Linked DNA regions of Hordeum vulgare: region 1 is linked to region 2. A link is a contact called in public Hi-C data. All regions are on one chromosome and are shown on one strand. Each heading gives the region's core, a stretch centred on a gene start, on an enhancer-like site or on the middle of the called end of the contact. The rest is flanking DNA. Distances are from core to core; before and after follow the strand shown. Region 1 holds the start of LOC123425369. Region 2 holds the start of LOC123425363.

Region 1 (3,119 bases), core at 466-2,965, 670 kb after region 2:
CAATGGTCTTTTCTCTAAAAAACTAGGGTACGTTTCATTTGTGTCCAATACCTATCTTACCAAATTTTCAGTGATGACCAAAATTTTGTACATTGTTGTTTGGATGGTTTCCAAGTCCTTGGCATTCTCTAGTTCATTTTTCTTGCCAACAGTGGCCAAATTCATCTTAGTGAGTGAACAGAAATAATCCCAATCGTTTGTGCCTTAGCTCTGTAATTCTAAGTTCCTGAAGTGGTGATTTGAATTAGATCAATCATCAGTTTGCGACATTAAACCTTATTGTTGTTTACAAACTGTTCCTAGTGGCTGGTCCTACTATGATTTTGCATATAAAGTAGACACTCATCATCTACAACAAGTATCGACCTTCCCCGGCTTCCATAATATTTATTTTTAACCCATAGGAACGTCAATTGCTAGTTTCTAAGACCTGACAAACACCTGAATTGGTGGCCTAGTGTACAATCTTGCATCCAGGCAGGTATAGCTGCTAGTGCATAAACATTAGGTCTCTGGTTTGGTCAAACTGTAAAAGACAGGAACGGACATGCCTAGTACAACAATGGTGAAAAGGACTAGCAGGTCTGTAAGGGCATCTCCAACGCCAGGCGCTAGGGGAGAGCGCTAGGGAAAATTTCCCGTTCTATCACCTGTTGCATCCTCAATTCCTGGCGTCGGTTGCCGCATCGACGCAAAATAAGACAGTGAACGCTTGCCCTTTTTTTCCAGACGAGAGGAGGCAACAAGATCTGTTCTCCACCCGTATTTAGCGCCGACGGTTAGCGCCTGGTTTTCAACCAGATAACGTTTGGGGCTTTTAAAAAATTCTGCTATTCAATTTTTTCTGTTTAAGTGTCCACCATTGTAGATGCTCTAAAGTGCAATAAAACAATGTCATCAAATAATGTTACGGTCACCCAACAGGTAAAGCACAAAAGCTAATACATCAACAAGTGGCTATCCAAACATTTATGCTAATTAATGTTACCATATCTCAACATGACATAAAATTGGACAGGAGAACCTCAATTTTGACATACTTTGCCATTCGGATATTCTCAAATTACAGTCTAACATGCTCTTGAAGGTTTGAGAAGTGCCTGATCGTGTCTATTGCAAAGCAAGCTTCTGTGCTGAGGACCGATGCAGTAAACTATGTAAGCATGATTTCTAGATTAGACATTTATGTCTTAGTGTGTATGTTCCAGAAACACTACTCAACATATAACATATAAAATTCAAGAAACAATAACAGATGGTAATGCTTAGTATCAGCTGAATTCATGTATCAAATGTTAGAAACAGAGAAGGTGGTAATTACTTGAGGTGAGGGTCTTCGCCGGAAGGAAGGACTCGAGCCAATCCACGACCTCACGGCGGGACCTCCACTTGCGCGCAAACATCCCCTGCCCACCATCAGCACCACCGCTTCCCTGCGGCCCATGGAAATCCTCTGACACGACGTAGAGCATGTGGCGCAGGCTCCGCTCTGTGCCCACGACTGCCAGATGAGACACGCCATCGGCGTCTTCCAAGTAGTAATGCACGACGCGGCTGCCCCTCTCCTGCGAGAGGAACTCCTCCCTCCACCTCACGAACTCCGGACGGCCCTCCCTCGCCATGCTTGCCGCAGTACCAACAGGACGCACCCCCGGCACGGAGTACTAAACAAAGAAAGGAGCCTTTGGCAACAGGCTCATGACCTTCCGCGCGGTGTGGGGTGGGGTGGGGGGGGGGGGGGGGGTCCTCAAAACGAAGAAAGCGGCTTTAGGGTTCTCGGGGAAGAAGGGGGGCGGGGGGCGTCTCTCCGAAACCTCGGAGGACGCAAGAATTGCACGGGGAACTTGAGATTAGCAGGGGGGTGGGGAGCGGCGGCCGGGGATTCCTTGCAATCCCCGAGGGAGAAGGGTTTCTGGGGCTTCAAAGAGACTTGGGGGCAGTTCTTGCTGGCCAAATCGGCTTGAATCGGAAGGGGTTCAGGCTGACCAAGAAGCCTTCCATGAAGCCAGGGGCAGCAGCGAGCGGGTTCTTGGGCTGGTTGGCCCCAAAAGGAAAACCAGAAATTTCAAGAAATTACTCCAAGAAAAGATGGCGGCGGCGGAGGACGAAAACGAGCAGGAGGGAGGCGGTCTGCTTGGAAAAGCCCCACTCCGAGAAGGCGAGGGCGGCGGCGGAGGAGCGCGCAGGGAGGTGGGAGGGGAGGCGGACAGGTGGGAGGGGAGGCGGAGGCGAGGAGGAGGGTGAGGAGGTGGATGCTTGAAAGGGGAATCTACTATGTCTCCCCTCTCCTTTTCGGGTCTCTCTGTATCGCGTGGTTTTCATTGGGGGTGAAATTGAAAAGTGCCAAGGTTTTCTTCGGTCTTGTAACAAAACTTTGAAAGGAACAAAGGTCAAAAACAACATCTCGAAAAGAAAAAGAAAAATAAAAAGGTCAAGAACAGCTATGACATAGCACGTGTGGGATGAATTGTTACACGGTTTCTCCTAAGTTTCATTTATGTCATATGTTATGTGTTTTTTTCTGGTCGTGATCATAAAATGCATCATACATCGGGGTTGGTAATTTGAACAACAAATAGCAGCACAAGCTCATATATTGGTCTGGTAGGAATTTATAGATGAACACATAGTAGTACAAGGACTCTCGTCAACTCACTAGAAGTATAGTAATCAATTTGAAAGTTGTGTTCTGTTACTAGTAGAAAACATTTTTAAAGTCACTTTGTTTGTTCATTAATTCATGATGCCCGCGAGGGTTCTCGAGGACCATTTGCCATCATCACATGAAGCGGGTCATTGGATCCGATGTAGTTGGAGCTAGCAATGGAGTTGGATTCAAAGGGTTATAAGCCCCCTAAGGTATGTTTCTCGTGTTGTCGTTTTGGTTGGAGTGTTGGCCTTCCACACAGTATTCCGTGACTTGAGCATCGAGGGAGTACGAGGAAAGTTGTCATTCCGCCAAGTCGTACCATTTTATGGCGTAAGGGGCATATCTAGGAGAAGGGCTAGTCACCCATGCGGTGTAGTCATCATAAGTCGTAGGAAATTCGTAATCCGACCTGGTGTAGTATAAAGGGATGTCGAGGTCATATCACATGGTGGAAGAGTCGTAGTCCGTG
Region 2 (2,818 bases), core at 99-2,598:
TTGGGTCCTGCAGTTGTCAGCCCATTGAAGTGAGAATTCAGATTAGTTGAGACTAGAGATGGTTTTATTGTTATAGTTTTTGGGCTATAAAGTGATTGATTACAGTAATTTGCGCTGAGGTTTTCAGAAGTTTACAGGAACAACAAACTAGGTCATGAAGGATTGTCATGTCAACAGTTTTCTCAGCAAGTAACTAACATTGCAATGCACGGGGAGAAACGGCATTCTACTATTGACACAAGAGTTTCAAAGTTACTAGTTTTTACCTGTGAGGTCTCCTTGTGGGAAGAAGGCCCAGAAGTAGTAGGGTATGTCTTCCTTCACGAAGGAGCCTTCCAACTGCAAATCATGGACACCTAAAGGATCAGAACGACACCAACGTAGTACATTGGAGATCGCTAGCATTTGCGTGATGGCTGAAGAGTGAGGAACCAAGTGCTTGAACGTGCAGTGAGCCTATTCCATGCCTAGTACTAGCAGTTCCTAATTACTCAAAGCTTGCACGGTAATAGTGTAGTAGCGATGCCAAATCACAAGTATCATGGGTCTGTGACTGGCGCGCAATCGCTTGTCGATATGAATCACTGATCTCACCGTGTTGTTCTGGAACGTCAGCACGACTTGGGACACGTCCTCCTCGGCCTCCAGCGCAGTCTTCAAAGGAGGGATGATCTCTTCCTCCATCATCTCCGGCAGTGGCTTTGGCGGGGCCTTCTTCGGCTTGGCCGCTGCTGGCTTGGCTGCCGGCTTGGCCTCCGCGGCTGCGGCTTCCTTCTTGTCACCGTCTGCATCCTTCGTCTCGCTAACTGCGTCAGAACACGCAAAATTCAGGTACATCGATATAGGCAGCACCAGCATCCGAAGCTTTTAAAGCTTCATGAACAAGAACAGCGCGGATGATCATCACAGCGTACACCACTTGATCGCAGCACTCATTTCCTAATGCCACAGTGAATTAAGCAGAGTGATCGAATGGGAGTACCAGCGGTTGCGGCGGCGGCGGTGGCGCCGGCCGACGACTCCTGCACGGCGCAGCAGGAGGCCACGGAGCGAGGGAAGGCGACGACGAGTGGCAGTCGCTTCGCGAAGAGCGGCGCGGCGGAGCACTTGCACCTCGTCGCCGCATGCCGGCCCGTGAGCGGCGGGCTGGTGAGCCTCGGCGAGTGCAGAGCCCGGGTCGCCATGGGATGAGTCTGCCGCGCAGCCGATCGACGCCTTCCGGTGGATGGGTCGTTGCTGGCCACTGGTTGGGTTGGGTGGCGCTGCACCGACGCCGCTCTATCTGCACCCCGATGGAGAAGAGAAGAGACCGGTGCAGCATGGCTGCCCGCCTCTGAGCCAGCCGTTTCCTCGTCTGCTGCTGTGGCTGACGGCCTGCAACAAACGCGAGCCGCCGGATCAAAAACCGATGTTTCCGATCAACCCACAAGGCCACAAGCTTGGATCGTATGATTTCTGGAGAAGACGCGTATCATTTCATTTTATTAACACTAAAAAATAATGCTAAGGGCCTCTTTGATTCGCAGGATTTTTAAAACGCAGGAATAGAAAAAAATGGAGGATTTGAGTGGCATGTTCATTTGAACCCATAGGATTAGTAAGGAGTGTTTGATGCCATAAGGAAAACAAAGGAATTGCAAAAGAAGTTGACGTGGATGTTAGATTTCCTATGAAATGTAGTACAAAAGATTCCATAAGAAAAATTCCAATGGGATTCAATCCTATGATTCAAAGGACCAATATAGAAAAAAAATCCTAAGGGTTTTAATCCTTTAAAAATCCTATAGAATTCCTTTGAATCAAAGGAGCCCTAATTGGCTTCTCTAGGAAGGAATTGACATACCATGGTCGGAGGAAATTGCCTCTTATAACTAAAATTGTCATAAAGATCGTTCTCAATGCCATTCTTCTAGCCGAATGTTCGCCAACTATTGAAGTCCAAAAACTTTGCTATCTACAGAATGCTTTAGATGATCCTTTATTACTGATAAACTGAATGTTATGTTGACTCGGTGTGAATGTTATCCACAATTGGCTCACGGGCTCTTGGCAACCCTTTGTGATTAATAAAAAATACTGGAGCCTACAAACCCACGTGTAGGTGAAATGTGCCAAAATTGCAAGTCCCCTGTGGCATTCCCTTTTTTTCGATAAAAACTTTGTTGTTTGAATTTCAGGGGAAAAAGGATCACCGAATATTCGGGAGAAAAGTCATTCACAGCACTACTAAATATAGAATGTACACGCTTTAGGCCCCGTTTGGAACCACTCAGATTATATAATCTGATTTTTATAATCTATTATGTCTCCAAACATGGTAAATTATATTGCAGTTTATAAAAACTAAATGTTCAGATTATTAAAAACTCATAATCTACTCTGCCCCGGCTAAAATCAGATTATGGATTAGTAATGACCCATTATCCTTGAAAACTTGGAGATAATTACCTACTGCCACCGCCACCGTCCTCCAAACATGCTCATCTAGATTATTACCTTTGCAGCTAAAAAACAGAGGAAAGACATGTCATTGTATAATATAAAACCTGGATTATGGTTTATATAATCTGGCTTCCAAACATATACACCTAGATTATTTTTATAAATCAGATTATATAATCTATCTTCATAATCTAAATTATTATAATCTATTGTGGTTCCAAACAGGGCCAACGTGTGTGACTTCAGTAAAATGTGGCTGCAACCTTTTGGCTGTCATATAGAGCGACTTTGGTACAAGCATGTCGAAAGTTAACCTCCGCATGTAACAAACCCAGCATATATTGCTCTCGGTGAACTGCAAACAAAAAAAATATGA

What was found. Hi-C and Micro-C count contacts between places; a contact is called where the count stands out from the background.
Region 1: a Hi-C map of leaf shows a contact between it and region 2, with 2.6 times the contacts expected there. The contact joins the promoter of LOC123425369 here to the promoter of LOC123425363 in region 2. A contact is called at or near these places in 2 of 6 Hi-C or Micro-C datasets (leaf and seedling).

Annotation. Positions count from the first base shown.
Region 1 is chr2H:105,158,757-105,161,875 of MorexV3_pseudomolecules_assembly, forward strand. It overlaps LOC123425369, which reads right to left and starts at 1,716. Exons shown (of 6, transcript XM_045109058.1): 1 at 1,322-1,716. The coding sequence starts at 1,622.
Region 2 is chr2H:104,488,763-104,491,580 of MorexV3_pseudomolecules_assembly, forward strand. LOC123425363 reads right to left here and starts at 1,349. Exons shown (of 4, transcript XM_045109050.1): 1 at 983-1,349; 2 at 595-806; 3 at 267-339; 4 at 1-7. The coding sequence starts at 1,184.